4 separate regions of the Mus musculus genome follow, and all the other regions are linked to region 1. The links are chromatin contacts, called in public HiCAR-type and promoter capture Hi-C maps. All regions are on one chromosome and are shown on one strand. The core of a region is the stretch at or near the end of the contact, and the rest is flanking DNA. Distances in the headings are between cores, read along the strand shown.

What was found. Promoter capture Hi-C pulls out the DNA fragments that hold promoters and counts their contacts. HiCAR-type assays count read pairs that join an accessible place to other places.
Region 2: a promoter capture Hi-C map of liver shows a contact between it and region 1, with 5 times the contacts expected there. The contact joins the promoter of Osbp2 here to the promoter of Ykt6 in region 1. A contact is called at or near these places in 3 of 39 promoter capture datasets (hematopoietic stem and progenitor cells and liver) and 1 of 9 other capture datasets (adipose tissue).
Region 3: a contact with region 1 is called in a promoter capture Hi-C map of liver, with 5 times the contacts expected there. The contact joins the promoter of Dusp18 here to the promoter of Ykt6 in region 1. A contact is called at or near these places in 3 of 39 promoter capture datasets (embryonic stem cells and liver).
Region 4: a contact with region 1 is called in a HiCAR-type map of kidney, with 9 times the contacts expected there. The contact joins the promoter of Tcn2 here to the promoter of Ykt6 in region 1. A contact is called at or near these places in 3 of 39 promoter capture datasets (liver and neutrophils), 1 of 115 datasets of contacts at active chromatin or transcription factors (kidney) and 2 of 9 other capture datasets (adipose tissue and liver).

Annotation. Positions count from the first base shown.
Region 1 is chr11:5,954,152-5,957,767 of GRCm38.p6, reverse strand. It overlaps Ykt6 (YKT6 v-SNARE homolog (S. cerevisiae)), which reads right to left and starts at 2,010. Exons shown (of 7, transcript NM_019661.4): 1 at 1,764-2,010. The coding sequence starts at 1,867.
Region 2 is chr11:3,861,945-3,865,560 of GRCm38.p6, reverse strand. It overlaps Osbp2 (oxysterol binding protein 2), which reads left to right and starts at 1,658. Exons shown (of 14, transcript NM_152818.3): 1 at 1,658-2,328. The coding sequence starts at 1,694.
Region 3 is chr11:3,893,425-3,897,040 of GRCm38.p6, reverse strand. It overlaps Dusp18 (dual specificity phosphatase 18), which reads right to left and starts at 1,801. Exons shown (of 2, transcript NM_173745.5): 1 at 1,524-1,801; 2 at 1-98. The coding sequence starts at 29. It overlaps 4921536K21Rik (RIKEN cDNA 4921536K21 gene), which reads left to right and starts at 1,915. Exons shown (of 3, transcript NM_026150.3): 1 at 1,915-2,201. The coding sequence starts at 1,954.
Region 4 is chr11:3,930,435-3,934,050 of GRCm38.p6, reverse strand. It overlaps Tcn2 (transcobalamin 2), which reads left to right and starts at 2,007. Exons shown (of 10, transcript NM_015749.3): 1 at 2,007-2,075; 2 at 2,464-2,658. The coding sequence starts at 2,595.

The DNA of each region.
Region 1 (3,616 bases), core at 761-3,260:
GTTGGCACCACAGGTTCCATCCCAGAAGAAGAACACCAAGCACAGAGCAGGGGCCAGGGCACACAGAGGAGAGGAGCAGGAAGAGCAAACGGAGCCAGAGATGACTCAACAATTCCACCTTCAGGGGTGCACACCACAGCAAATTGTAAGCTGTGTCTCTGTGTATCTGAGCATCCACGTGCCATCTGTGTGCAGCTGCATGTGTACGCAGGGAGTCTTTCCTCAGGAGCCATCCACCTTTGTTAGGATGAAGTTGGTTATGCGCTCACAGAGTAGGCTTGAGCAGGGGGCCAGTCATCGCGCCATGATCCCCAGCGGGTCAGTCATCAGGCGCCATGATCCCCAGCGGGTCAGTCATCAGGCGCCATGATCCCCAGCAGGTCAGTCATCAGGCGCCATGATCCCCAGCGGGTCAGTCATCAGGCGCCATGATCCCCAGCGGGTCAGTCATCAGGCGCCATGATCCCCAGCGGGTCAGTCATCAGGCCCTGAGCCCCATCACCTTGTCTCTGTTTCCCTAGCTTTGAAAGTACAAGCATGTGTCAGGACACCCAGAGGTTGGTTGGTTGGTTTGTTTGTTTTTCCTTTTGATGTATTTGGGATCAAACCCAGGCCCCTCATGCAGCAAGCAGTCTCCTGAATGAACTATTTCTCCACTCAAGCTACCTTCCAACCCCTTGGCAAACACTATTCACATAACTATAATCCACAGCAACTCATGTCCATCAGCGGATGGATACATAAACAAAACATAGTGTTTACATAAAACTCAATACTGTATATATTTTAAAGGGGAGAAAAATTTGGTATCTGCAGAAACATAGGTCAACCTTGGGGTCATTCTGCTTAGTAAAATCAGTGGGACACAAAAAGCCAACTACTATATATCCCACTTATATGAAGTCATTAGAACCATCAAAAGCTGAGACACAACCTGAACAAGCAGATTTCCCCAGACGTTGAGTCAAGATGACCACAGGTCCTACCCTGTTGGGCCCTTTTCCTTTTGTGTCTGAGTCACTCCCACAAGACTGGGTATCTGTGCAGCTTACAATTAAAGCACCCCACAATCCTTTACATGCCTACAAGCAATACAAATCCAGTGGTTCCTGCCTAGCTACCAGTGTGGACCCTTCCTGATAATCAAGGCCCAAACACTAAAAAGAATGAGTTTGACCCCTGACTCCCAATCCTTGAGGAATCAACGATTTTACTCATAAAAGAAACACCTCCATACAGAACTTCTGGAAAGAGCTTTGACCAGCGACTTTCACAAACTGTGGGCTGCAACCCCTTTGGCAAACCTCAATCTCCAAAAATACATATGCATAACAGTAGCAAAATTACAGTTATGAAGTAGCCACGAAAATAATTTTATGGTTGGGGGTGGGAGGGTTCCCTCAACATGAGAAACGGTACTAAAGGGTCGCAGCGCAAGGAAGGTGAGAACCACTGGCAACGACGAAATACAAAGGTTAAGACACCAAACACTGGTTAAATCACAGGGTGCGAGGCGTAGTCAACATACTTATTTCTGAGTCCGGAGATCCCAGATCAGAACAGTTGGCAGCGCGTCTGTAATCAATGGCCTTCCAATCTTTCTACAACTGGGCAATACCGCGTAGGGCAGAGCCCTTTCCCAGGGTTGCTAACGACTCCTCAGGTACAGCCTGCCGCCCGAGGGAGGCCAAAGCCGTGCTCGCCCTTCGAGAGACTCGACTCCCTGGACTCCGGGTCCAGCCACCCGGGCCCGGCCCACTTACCTGGACCTCTGGAAGAAACTAAAGGAAGACACGTCGTACGCGGCCTTGAGCAGCACCGCTTTCGGATCGCCTTTGTAAAGGACACTAAGGCTGTACAGCTTCATGGCGCCGCACCTTCGGGCCGCCGGCTGAGCCCCAGACCCGCTCCCAGGAGCGCGGCCACAGTCCCTCAGAACAGCGGCGGCCGCCTCCTGACGGGGCCCGGCCGGCTTCTTCCTCCTAGAGTAAGGCCCACTTCCGGTTCCGGTGGCGAGTTGCTCCAGCCGCTCCTCGGAGGCCCGAAGGCAGGGTACGCGCGTGCGCGGACGGGTAGCTAAGCGGCGGGGCGCGCCCGCGTCCGCCCGGGTCGGCGCCAGGAGGCTCGGTCTCCGCCTGCGTGGCAGTGCCTTGGCGCAGGTTCCCTTCCGGGCTGTCGCGCGGACCCTGGCTGCCGGTGGGGAGTGCTGTGCCGTACCATCGCTCTTTTTTCCCCATTCTGCTAGAAAAACAACCCGTAGCTGTCCCCACTCTATACTTTTGTTGCATTCTATGTGTAACAGCACCAGGCTACCCAACCTCTTCCCTGGGTGTCCCAAGTACAGACGACTAAAAGAAAGGCCCTTCATCCTTTCTCTTGCAATAATAAAAATCAGAAACGTCACTGGCTATGGCCACTCAGCTTGGACACACTTGTTCGACAAGCCAGGCGGCCAGAGGTGTCAGCTATATTCACCTGCACTGACACCATGGCTCCACAGGCGGCAGACGGAGAACCATTTCTGAAGAAAGCCTCTTTATCCAAAGTTGTACAAAATTACCAGGATAGTGACCTTGCAGAAAGAGATGTGGATTAAGAAAATTGATAGCAAGAAGCAGACCTTGGGCTTCCAATGTGAACAGCAAAATGCTTATCAAACTCCCTTACAGCCACTCTTGGCACCTCTTCCTGCTTTTCTCTGACTTTACCCAGCCTCCCTTGGTCCCAGGAAGTCTCATCTAGAGATATGCGAACTCCCCAAGCCAAGCTTGTTAATCAATTTCAAATGACATTGTTTTCCCCTGCGTTTCCCCAGCTGTTATCCAGCCTGAATTCGGTCCCAGTACTTCCGCACCGCAAAAGTTACCCCCCCCCCCCAATCTGTTGGACTCAAAAAATACCTTTTTTGTAGACATGTTGGTAAAAGTGATAAACTATCAAATTCCAAGTCCTGCTCATTGCAGATGTTTAACAATGACGACGATGGTTATTTGCACCATTACGTTAAATGACAGAAAGAAAGAAAGAAAGAAAGAAAGAAAGAAAGAAAGAAAGAAAGAAAGAGGAAGCAAGCCTCATGAGAGGCCGAAGGTGCCCTTGAGGCTGTTAGAAGCAGAGCTTTAAAGGGAGGCTAAAATCTGAGCAAGGTCTACAGATTAGATAAGAGCACTATATCTTTATTTCCAGCTTTCAGTCACTGACTGCCCTGACCTTATAAGAGAAGTCTCTGGTGCATGCATGCATGCACACTAACACACAGTAACATAAATAGATGAACACTATGTATACAACTTACTCCGAAGAGGTCATATGCATACATACCTACATGTAAGTATATCTACATCTATATATATCTATGAACACATATATATGTTTCTATACATGCTTGTATATGAACATATTATACATGTATTAAAGTTCTCTAAAGGAACAGAATTGATAGGACATATATATTAAGAGAGGACTTATTAGATTGGCTTCAGGATGCTGTGTGTGTAAGTAGTCCAACAGTGGCTGTCTCACACTGGAGAAGCATAGAGTCTGGTATTTAAGCAAACCACAAGACTGGATGTCTTAGCAAACTTAATCTTGTGCTGAAAGTCTGGTTGATTCCTAG
Region 2 (3,616 bases), core at 409-2,908, 2.1 Mb after region 1:
AAAGGGCATTGGCTCCCTGGGACTGGAGTTGTAGATGGTGTGAGCTGCAGTGTGAGTTCTGGGACCTGAATCCCAGGTCCTTAGCAAGACTGGCCATCGCTCCTGCTCCGGGTGGCTCTGTCTATCTTGTGCATTTCCTGCTCCAGACTTGGAGTTGACATTTCTTTGGGAAAGATCAGAGATTTTAAAGTTTTTCTTTTTTTTTGTCCAGAATATTAAGAGTGAAAGCTCTGGGCCAGGTATAATGGCTCACGTCTGTAATCCCAGAACTCTGGTTCTAAGAAACAAACATTTCCAGATGGAGACCAGCCTGGACTACATATAAAGACTCTGTTTCAACACACTTTATTTTAAAAGATTTATTTATTTTATCTTATGTTTATGAGTATACTGTAGCTATACAGATGATTGTGAGCCTTCATGTGGTTTCTGTTCTGGGAATTGAATTCAGGACCTCTGTTCACTCAGGCACAAAGATTTATTTATTGTTATATGTAAGTACACTCTAGCTGTCTTCAGACACACCAGAGGAGGGCATCAGATCTCACTACAGATGGTTGTGAGCCACCATATGGTTGCTGGGAATTGAACTCAGGACCTTTGGAAGAGCAGTCAGTGCTCTTACCCACTGAGCCATCTCACCTCCTTCCCCCCCCCCCCCACTTTAAAAATGAAAATAAATTTCCCTTGTTTCTAGAAGCTTTGGTTTCTCTAGGATAAAGGGCATTCCTTGTGGTGGGGTGTGGGGCAGCTGTTCTGTGTCCTGCCCTCCTCTTGACAAAACACTGAGCTATTAGCTATTTGCCAGACAAGCTGTTCTCCCTGGTTTGGGTCTTTGTACACAGCGGTTTCTCCTTGAAGGTCTTTCTTGTTTCTCTAACTCTGTAGACCTTGTCTCTTCTGTGACTCTTGCCCAAATTTGGTAGAACTAATGACAGGCCTGTCATCTTAGGTAGCTTGGCAATTTGTTTCAGGAGTCGAAACATCTCGTTAAGAATTTATTAGTTAGCTTCCTTCCCTGAGGGCTGCACACACATCTGACACGTGCATGCACAGTGGCTGCTTCCCAAGCTTGTCAACCTTGCTCTCATCTCCTGCTCTGGTCGCTGACAAAATGTACCACAGAACTCTCTAGTTAATAACTCAATGATGCTCTCGGAGCATCTACTCTGCCAAATGTGCCTCATATGCACCATCTTATTACAGCCTTTGAAGGAGGTATTATCTTCATTGTATAGATGAGCCAACAGAAGTTTGTGGAGTGGCTACAGTTCCCACAACTAGGGAGAGGGCCTAGGCTGGATTTCCTCAGGTCGGACTCCCAGGGTTTGAGATTTGCTGTCCACGACCCACCCATTGCTCAGAGTTGCGTGGCGAGCGCACCGCGTGGCTTTCATTCACCATTGTTCTCCCAGCGCCTGGCACAGGAGGGACAGCAGCCTGAAGCGTGAAGTGCCTTCCACGTCGTCTGCCTAACTCTTGGCCCACGGGGTTCCTTCCACCTTAGCCAGAGCGGCGGAGGGACCCACGCGCACCCGATCTCTGTCGCTCACGTGAGGGCTCCACCCATCCCGTCCACTCCTCCACCAACCCCGCCCGGCTCCGCCCCGCCACTCCCTCCGAACAGGCCCCACCCACTCCCGCCCCGCCCCGCCCCCACTCCGCGCTCCGCCGAGCTCGGGTCCACAGCTCTATGGGGAAAGCGGCCGCTCTGAGCCGAGGCGGCGGCTGCGCTGGCCGCTCCCGCGGGCTCTCGTCGCTGTTCACGGTTGTGCCCTGCTTGTCCTGCCACACGGCGGCGCCGGGCATGAACTCATCCGCGTTCGGCTCAGGACCAGCGTCAAAGCCTCAGCTCCAGCCTGTGCAGGCACCAGAGCGGGAGTTGCTGTCGAAACAGGTGTGCCAGCCAATTTCTGAGCCGGCGTCGAGATCCGAACCTGGGTCCCAGACGACGTCTGTGCCAAGGCCTTCAGGGGTTGGGCAGGAATCGGAACTACAGGGCTTGTGGCCGGGGTCAGAGAACGGCACAAGGTCTGTGTCCATCATCAAAGCTTCGCCAGAGCTGGCAATGCCGTCCCCGCTGCAGTCAACAGTAGGGAGTTTGCCCGTCACCAAACCCGAGTCCAAGCTGGTGCCAAAGACCCAGTCTTTTCTGCGACAAGGACAGGCGAAGATTTCTGTCGGGACTCCGGTGTCAGGGATTGGTGTCCAAATGGTCTCACCACCTCTGGACAGCTACAAGGGTTGGCTCCTCAAGTGGACTAACTACCTGAAGGGCTACCAGCGCCGTTGGTTCGTGCTCGGCAATGGCCTGCTGTCCTACTACAGGTACGGAAGTACCGAGGTAGGACATCTGTGGTTGGAGGGTGGTGGTGGCCGGCCTCGACTGTGGGGTGGGTGTCACCATAACCCTTCTGAGATGTTTGCATGAACTTCTGTAGAAGTAATGCCTGTCAACTGCCAAGGGAAGACGTGACCTGTGGACATGGCCTCTGGCAAGCTTGAGTTTAAAAGGATGAGTGGGGAGATGGGTGGAGTAGGTCTTTTGTTCCCCTCCTGTTTTTGGTGGTCATGGAACCAGGGGCTGCGTCTGGTTCACTGTGTTCATGGAGGGAGGCAGCTAGTGAACCCCTCTCTTGGGAAGGACTGTGGGTCCCACCTCCCGTGGTTACTTCATTTGTTTCCTACCTTTGCTGACACCTGCTGGTGGCCAGGCCTTGGGCTGGGACTCGCTGACCCACAGATAGAGCAGACATAGTGTGTACCCCCTGGGACCCCAAGTTGACATTTTGCAGCAGATAATGCTTTCCTGTTCCCTTGCTTATTCCAGAAGTAGCTTGGGTTTCGGAGCTGCAGTAGAGACAGAGCTGGCACGACCTCCTGCTAAAGCTGGACTTCCTTCCCTTTCTCACTAGCTGTTTCCTGGGATTGCAAGCTTTGAGATCTCAGGCCGCTCTAGATGAGAGCTTCTCAAACTAAGTGGGGTTGCTGCAGCAGTGTCTAGGTCTCCCGCTGAATCCCTCCTGAGATAGGCCTGAGGAAAGCACCCGAGGGATGGCTTTTCTAAAAGTTTCCGTGTGAGGACTGTGAGGCTGGTTCAGAGTCAACTCTTCAAGAAGGCCTTCTTCACTGTTAGACAGATTTTCCCACCATGTTGTTGGCCAAAGCTTGGGTTTCCTCCGCTAATAGTACTTCAGGTTCTGCTGAGCCCTTTGGAGACAAGGCGCCTGGTGCAGAGGCTTGCTAAGTGTGGTATGGCTGAGAATATTCGTGCTCCACTGGTTAAATGTGACCCTTGCACCAAGTTGAGAGTCAGGGGCCTTGTTCCCTTTCAGGTGGAGGAGAAGCCAAAATGAGTCTGAGTTGCCCTACTCACGTAGTGTCTCAGCTGTGACCCAGAACACAGGGTTAGCACACCAAGCAAGCAATAGGAGACCCTACCCAGATGGCGGTTTTAATCTATATTAACATACACTCCAGCTAGGCAACGCTCCTATCCAGCTATGCAATGACAAGGACTTTTTTGTGATTTGCTGAGTTATTTTTCATTTGGAGGCAAGGGGGCATAGCGTCAGCTGTGGTCATGAACTTCATTCTCTGTTACACTCATTCATTT
Region 3 (3,616 bases), core at 552-3,051, 2.1 Mb after region 1:
ACTGGGAAGGCACTCCACGGTGAAGTCATCAAAGTGGAAGTCGACAGTCCGTGCCGTATTAAGCTTGCATCTTTCTGCTAGGCTGTGCCCACTGAAACCTGCAGGACGGAGGAGGAAGTTTGGAGGGCAAGAACCCATCAATCGAGAAGCACAGCAGAGAACTCAGTGATTACACCAACATTCACATCACTGAGCCAGAACTGTTGCCCAAGTGCTGGGGGTCTTTTCACACAGAGGAAGGGGGCCAGCCATGGCCAGAGAGACCGTGAACAATGGAAGGGACGGGCCTTAGGTCTACTGGGGTGGTTTCAGGAGAAAGAGGGTGGTTAGGAGCTGAGGGAGTAGAAGCCACTGAAAGAACATTAGGGTGGATATGTTCCGATTACGTTAAGTAGAACTGGACCCAAAGGTTAAAGGTGACAAGAGGGAAAGTGATATGCCAAGTCTTTCCATCTTCTCATAACCAGCCAGCAAGTCTAGCTGTTTTCAGCACACATGACTGGTGTCATCTACATACAGCACAGCTAGTGGAAACTCATGTTCTCTGCTCAGCTGTGTGACTTCCAACATTAATGACCTCAAAGTCAACTGAGAGCAAGTAGAAAAGAGCCTTGGTGATGGTCACCTGGAACTGCAGCATTCAGGAGGTAGAAGAGAAAGGTGGGGCCCTTGCTTTATGGGTCCTGCCCCCCAACAAAGAGCTGAGGAAACAAACTACAGGGTTTTTTGTTTGTTTGTTTTGATTTAATTTTTTCCTTGTCACAGAAACAAAGCTGTTTTCTTAAAATTAACCTTTGAGAAATCAGGATTTCCCAGGCAGGCCAGTTTCAGCTAGCATAAGGTCATGGCCTAACTTATCCTCTCAGAATGAAAAGTCATTCAGGTAACCTCAGGCCAATCAGTTATTTTTCCACTGTTCTGTCTCCCTGTTCCTGCCTTCCAAGGAATGTGACTTCCAAGTGACATTTGGTTTTGTTTCTGCTCTCTTCAGTCCCTTCAGAGGTAAAGTTAAAATGCAAAGCTTGTGGGAATGACAAATAAAGGCATTTGTTATAGAGTTGCAAAGATAGTAAGAAGCGATCACAGACAGTAGGACATGGTAGAGCAGACCTGGAAGCTGAAGCAAGATGTGGTGTTCCTGACCAGACTACTGGAACTCTTTCAAGAGTTTCAAGAGGGGGAGGGGGAGGGGGGGGGAGAGGGGAGGAGAGGAAACAGAAACGTCATCTCCATTTTTTACATTTTACAACCAACCAGGCTTTTGGCATCTAGTTAATTTGTAGCCGTGAAACCTGAGACTCGAGGAAAACCAGTTTTGTTCATCATTAGACAGCAAGTTCTGAAGGCTGATATTTCTGGTGGATTACACTTTCTGGAGAAAGTTGGCAAATATAGGTGGGGCGCTGGTTAAATTCTGGGTTATAAACGTGGAACAGAGTCCACAAGTAGATGAGTGGAAGGTGCCACAACAAGCCTAGGAAGCTTGGCCTCTCTACGTGGTGACAAGACTCAAACAATCTTACCTCCTTCCCTCAGTGCCCCCGAAATCTTTCAGGGCAGAGCCGCGGACGACCCTCTCCAAGAAAGAGAGGGCCCTTCATGATTCCGGACCTTGGTAGCAACGGCTTCTCCTCGCGGAACAATGGGCAGTTCGGGGCTTAGGGGGACCCCGCGACTGATTCTGTACCTCGAAGGACTACGCAGTTCCCAGGCGTTTGGGAAAAGCTGGGTGGGCTGCCTGTCTTCACAGAAATGCGCCAAGTAGCCAGAAGGACCATTGCTACACCCACCGCCTGCACGCCCCGCCCACTCACCCTTCGTCTCCTAGGCAACACGCCCAACAGAGCCTCACAAAGAACGCCTAAAGACTGTCACGCGGTCTGCTTGCCGGTTGTCTCCCAGGCAACGCACTCCAGTGTAGATAGTTGCTCTGCGACCGCGTGTCTTTCCACCATGGTTTTAGGTCTTGCTAGCTTTCCTGAGTCGCTCTCTAGCCAGTCAGAGACCGCTACACAGCCCAGAAGGCCTTCAGTCAAATGGGACTTGGGCTCGGATTACAGGAAAGGTACCGAAGAGACTACCGCTTCTGGTTCGAACTTCCGGCGCGAGAGACTGGACAGCCAGCCGGATCTTGGCCTCCACGTCCAACCACAGATCTACTTCCTGCGGCCGCGGTCCCCACTCCCCAAGTTGTTATTCAGGTGTGGCTCGGGTATACAAAGCAGTTGTCAGACCCGGGACCCCGTAAGGGAATCCGACTCACTTTGTTCCAGCCGTGTCCCCCCCCCAACCTCCGCCCTTAGATGTTCCTCTGATCGCAGCAATGTCTCCGATCGCAGGATTTTTCAGACTCAGGCCAACCCGTAGGACCTTCAGAAGCCCGTTTTCTGGGCCGAAGGCACTGTCCCGTTTCTAGCCTTCCGAATGAATCCTGACCCTGGCGTAGTGTAGGCTTGACGTCTGCAATTGGTCTCAGGCTCCAATCGACTTGGCAACTCCAGGCCTTCCCATTCTCCAGCGTCCTTGAAAAGCCTTCAGTTCCCCAATGTTTGACTCCAATCCTGTCCCCCTTCTTCAACCGGCATCAGCCAAGGATGTAACAAGTCCTACAGAGGATTTATTATGGAAACACAATTTGTTTCAAAAATGACCAGTATTTATTACTTGATAAATTTGGTGCATCACTAAGTAAAGAGGGTCTTTAAATATTTAGTCTCTTTTTGGTTGAAAATAGGACTTAGACTTGTGTGTAAATTCCTGACCGTTGACTCTGTCTTCCCATCCGCACCTGGGTATGTTGAGTCATCCTGCATAAAAACCAGAAAAGTGGAACTGGGTAGCTTTCAATGTTCGTTCCTTTGTATTAGCAAGCACAGCCTGACCACAGTTGTTCCTAACTCATAGGAAAATGAACTGGAGAACGTTATTAGAATCCCCCTAAAGGTGCTTTGTTTTCTTCTTAACTGAACGTGGTTGCACACGATTGTAATCAAGCACTCAGGTGCTGGAGGCAGGAGGATTGGAAATTCAAGGTCACTCTCAGTTCAAGAGGGAGTTCTAGGCCAGCCTGGATACACGAGACCTTGTCACAAAATATACATCTTTTTGTTTGTTGGGTTTGGTGGTGGTGGTGTTTTCTGTTTTTTTGTTTTTGTTTTGTTTTTGTTTTGTCTGACTATGAATGTATTTTATGATGATCTTATTCTGATGTGCTAACCAATAGAGACTGAGTTTAGTATAAGTTGTTATTTGTATTCCTTCTGTTCCTGTGTGTATCAGACAGCCATTTCTGTTTCAGTCAATTCATGTGTGGTTCTTCCCTTTTTGCTATTGTTTGTTTGGGAATCTGTATTCAGAAATACTTCACCAGCACGTATGTCATTTCCCTGGTTTCCTTTAGAGTGGTTTGCCAATCATTTCAAAAGTAAAATAAACTAAGCAACATCAACAACAACAAACCAAACAGAAGTCGGAGCAGCAAACCAATCACTGTGCTGGCTAGTTTTTGTCAATTTAAAACTACTAGTTTTACCTGGGATGAAGGAACATCTTTTGGGGAATTGTCTACAGCTGATGGCCTGTGGGCGTGTCTGGGGAGCAGTTTCCTAATGACTGG
Region 4 (3,616 bases), core at 758-3,257, 2.0 Mb after region 1:
TCTAGCCCATTCACCCATGAACACTGGGGGTGTTGACCTTTTGTGTCTGGGAGGGTCCCCACGAAGGACCTGTGGACTGTTTTTCATGGGCAAAGGTCACTGAAGGTCAGAGGGAAGGTGGGGTTGAGTCAAAGGTCAACCAAGGAGATTCTGGTGGACATTCAAAACCACCAGGGCTGTGTGGGAAGTCAGCCTCAGGTCTGGACAGCTCAGGGCTGTGTGGGAGGTCAGCCTCAGGTCTGGACAGCTCAGGGCTCCTGAGAGTCTGTTTTCTTAGAAACTGGAAAGTTAAGGCAGGTGTGGAATGTGAGGTCCAGAAATTCCTTCCTTGCAGCTCCTGGCCGTGGTCAGAGTTATGTAGCAGCCCAGACTAGACTGGGGGGCTTCATTCTTACTAAAATGTTTTTGAATAGCAAAAGATTGAGAACCTATGATGTTAGGGGAAGAAAAAGAAATCTCCATTTTAAAAAAGTCGTAAACCCTCAAAGATTATCAGTTATCGGGACACTATCCTGAGTGCATGGCCTCAGGAGAAGCACAGTTTCCTGGTGACCTTAGCACAACTGACTCCATGATGAAAGTATCATTCAGGCTGTAAAACTCAGCATGTAGACAGCACCACCTGCCAAAACAAAACAAAGACCTAGCCCATCAAAGTCCACAGTTCTGGGAAAGTCTGAATGTACTAACCTTGCTTTTTGGCTTCTCTAATTCCATTTCTGGCTAACTGTTTTTGTTAATTGAAATGTGTCAACCCAGGACATGGTTTTTGTGCTTCAAGGCTCACCCTGAGAAAGTCTAGGGACTACGCAGGGATCCCAGACACCCAGTGTAGTCAGTGCCGGCGAATAAGGACTTCTATTGGCTCAAACTCACATTCGAGCAGTCTTCTCTGGTGAGCACCCACAACACTGGAGCCTCTTCTCCCTGCAAAATGCACGTGCATGCGGACTTCCCGCCTTACTCCGAGCTAATTACTGCTTCTCCCTTCCCTGCCTCTCTCCTTCCTTCACTTCTTTCTTCCTTCTCCCCATCTTATGTCTCCCTGAGTTTTGAGATGAGGTCTCAGTAGCCCAGCCTGGCTTGGAACTTGGAATGATTCTCCTGCCTCAGTCTCCCACATTCTAGATATAGGTGTGCACCAAGAGCCATACTTGGCTCCCCACCGCCTCTTCTTCCAGCTTCTCTTCCTCCTTTTAAAGAGATAGGGTCTCATGGTTACTCAAGCTGGCTGCCAGTCAGTCCTACTTCAGTCTCCTGAGTGGCTGGGGCTAGAGGTGTGCACCCCACATGTGACCCCCGCATTATGATAGAGTCCTTTGTCTTTTTCAGTTTCTCTGACAACATGACCTAGGCCAGCAACAACACATGCATTACGTTAATTACTGCTAATTAATAACTGCTATCCAGGTCCATATATATCTGTGTTGGGTCTTAGCTTGTGATAATTACCCTGGCACAAAAATAGATTCTCTTGAAAGTGTGACCTTTGACAGTTTGCTATAAAAATAGTTGTAACAAACATCTCATTTGAAGATGACTAGAGGCATGTTACGGTCTCAACATCTTCACAAGTGGAACTGGGAAATTGCTGCTAGGATAATATTGTTTAACCCTCTCTCTCTCTCTCTCTCTCTCTCTCTCTCTCTCTCTCGAGAGAGAGAGAGAGAGAGAGAGAGAGAATAACTTGAAACTCAGAGAGGTCACCCATCGCTGCTAGATTCATCCTTCGAGTCTCCAGTGGGGCTGGGCAGATAAGCAATGTTTTTTTTCTGCCAAGATGTCTTTAAGCGACGTTCCTAGTTCAGGGCAAGTAGCCCTGCAGCCCTGCTCCCAAAGGTTTTGCAACTTGCTAGATTCACTTGTTCTTCAACTTTCGCTGTCGCCTCAAGGAAACCCAGGCTGTGTCTGGTTGATTGAGACTTGTTTGTCTGGGCCGGGTCCAGCAGCTGCCCCGCCTCCTTGGCAGAACAGCTGACGCCAGAGAGCTCCGTCACGTGATCACCACAGTTTCCCAGCTCTGACCCCGAGAGTCAAAGTAAGTACTTTCCAGGGACTCCTGTGAAGTGCACCCGGTAGGTACTCTAGTCCTGAATGTCTGCAGCCAGAGCAGCAACGGTGCGGGTGTGCAGGCAGGGGTGGGGTGTGTGTGTGTGGGCAGGGGGCTGGGATGTGCGGGGGGCGGGGGGGGGGGAGGGCGCGGGGCGGGTGTGCAAGCCGGGGCAGGGCGGACCCCGGCGAGCACTGTCAGATAGACTTGGGACAGATTAGGCACCAGGCTTTCTGTGCTGCTTCCGGGGTCTTTAAAGCGTTCGGGACAGATAAGGTTAGCTTTGAGTTGCCCCACGGAGTCCCTTTTTGTTCTCATCTGGAGGACAAGCAGCTCTGCCCTTCCTTCCTTCCTCTGTTCTTTGGCCTCCTGCCCCATAACAGACCTTTCCCCCTTTCTCTCTGCTGATTTAGCAGCGTGCTTCCGGCTGTTGGAAGGACAATTAATCAGTGAAGCTGCCTCTTCCTAAGCAAGACAACAGTTGCAGTCAGACAAGCCCTCAAGGTGAGACCCAGGAGTCTCCCACCTCCCACCTGTGCCTGCCATGGAGCTCCTGAAGGCGCTGCTGCTCCTTTCTGGAGTCTTTGGGGCTCTTGCTGAATTCTGTGGTAAGTAACCAACCCGTGTCTGGACCCTGGGGTGGGGGGAGAAGGGCAGGGGAGCGGGGATATATGTGTGTGTGTGGGGGGGGGCTGTCCTTGTCCATTGGGGAAATTGGAAACTGGAAGTGGGGGATGGAGAAACTTACCTGCCCCTCAGGTCTCCCACAGCAGTTTTTAACAGGACCTTAGTGCTTGGGCATGCTGAATGGACACGTGCCCCCTGTCCCCGACAGGGTCTCCCCAGTTCATCCAGCAGTTTGTTCATTTACTCGGTGCACATGGGGCCTCTCTGAGATAGGTTAATAGGCCCGGTGTTTAGTTTGGAGAAAGGGTCAGGAGTACACAAGACTTGTCCCAGCTCTCCTAGGGTTTATGCTCTATGAAAGGGGCAAAAGGGGTGCCAAATTGGGTTACCGTGAGTGATGCAAAACAAGTCACCCTGAGGCAACAATAGAAAGCCACGGGGGTCCGTCGAATCAAAGAGAAGGATGGGAAAGGATGTCCAAAGACTAGAAGGACTAGAAGGCTTTGGGAAGAAGTCCCAGAGGGAATGGATGGGGGGGGGGGGCGGCGGCAAACATTCCAGGTACTTGAAGGTTCTCCCTGACTGCTCCAGATAGTCATCCCAGGGCTATAGTCCTCCAGAGACCTCTTATAGATTCTAGGGACCTCTCAAAACGTGATTGTGACCTTTAGGTTATAGGTTCAGGCACAGTCATACCCGGGGATCAGGCAGAAAGCAGGGGTGTCTCATCTCTCCCCTTCCTCCCGGGTACCCTGATTATCTGGTCTCAGGTGAACTCGGGCAAACCTTAAGCACGGATCAGAGAGATGATGCCCCAGCTCAAGATAACAGAACTGTACTGGATCCAGTTCTTGGGACCTGAGGCTAGCACCTTCCATAGGTGCCTAGACTCTCTGGCCATGTCCTGTTAAAGCTCCTTATCCTTGGGTCCCTGGTTGC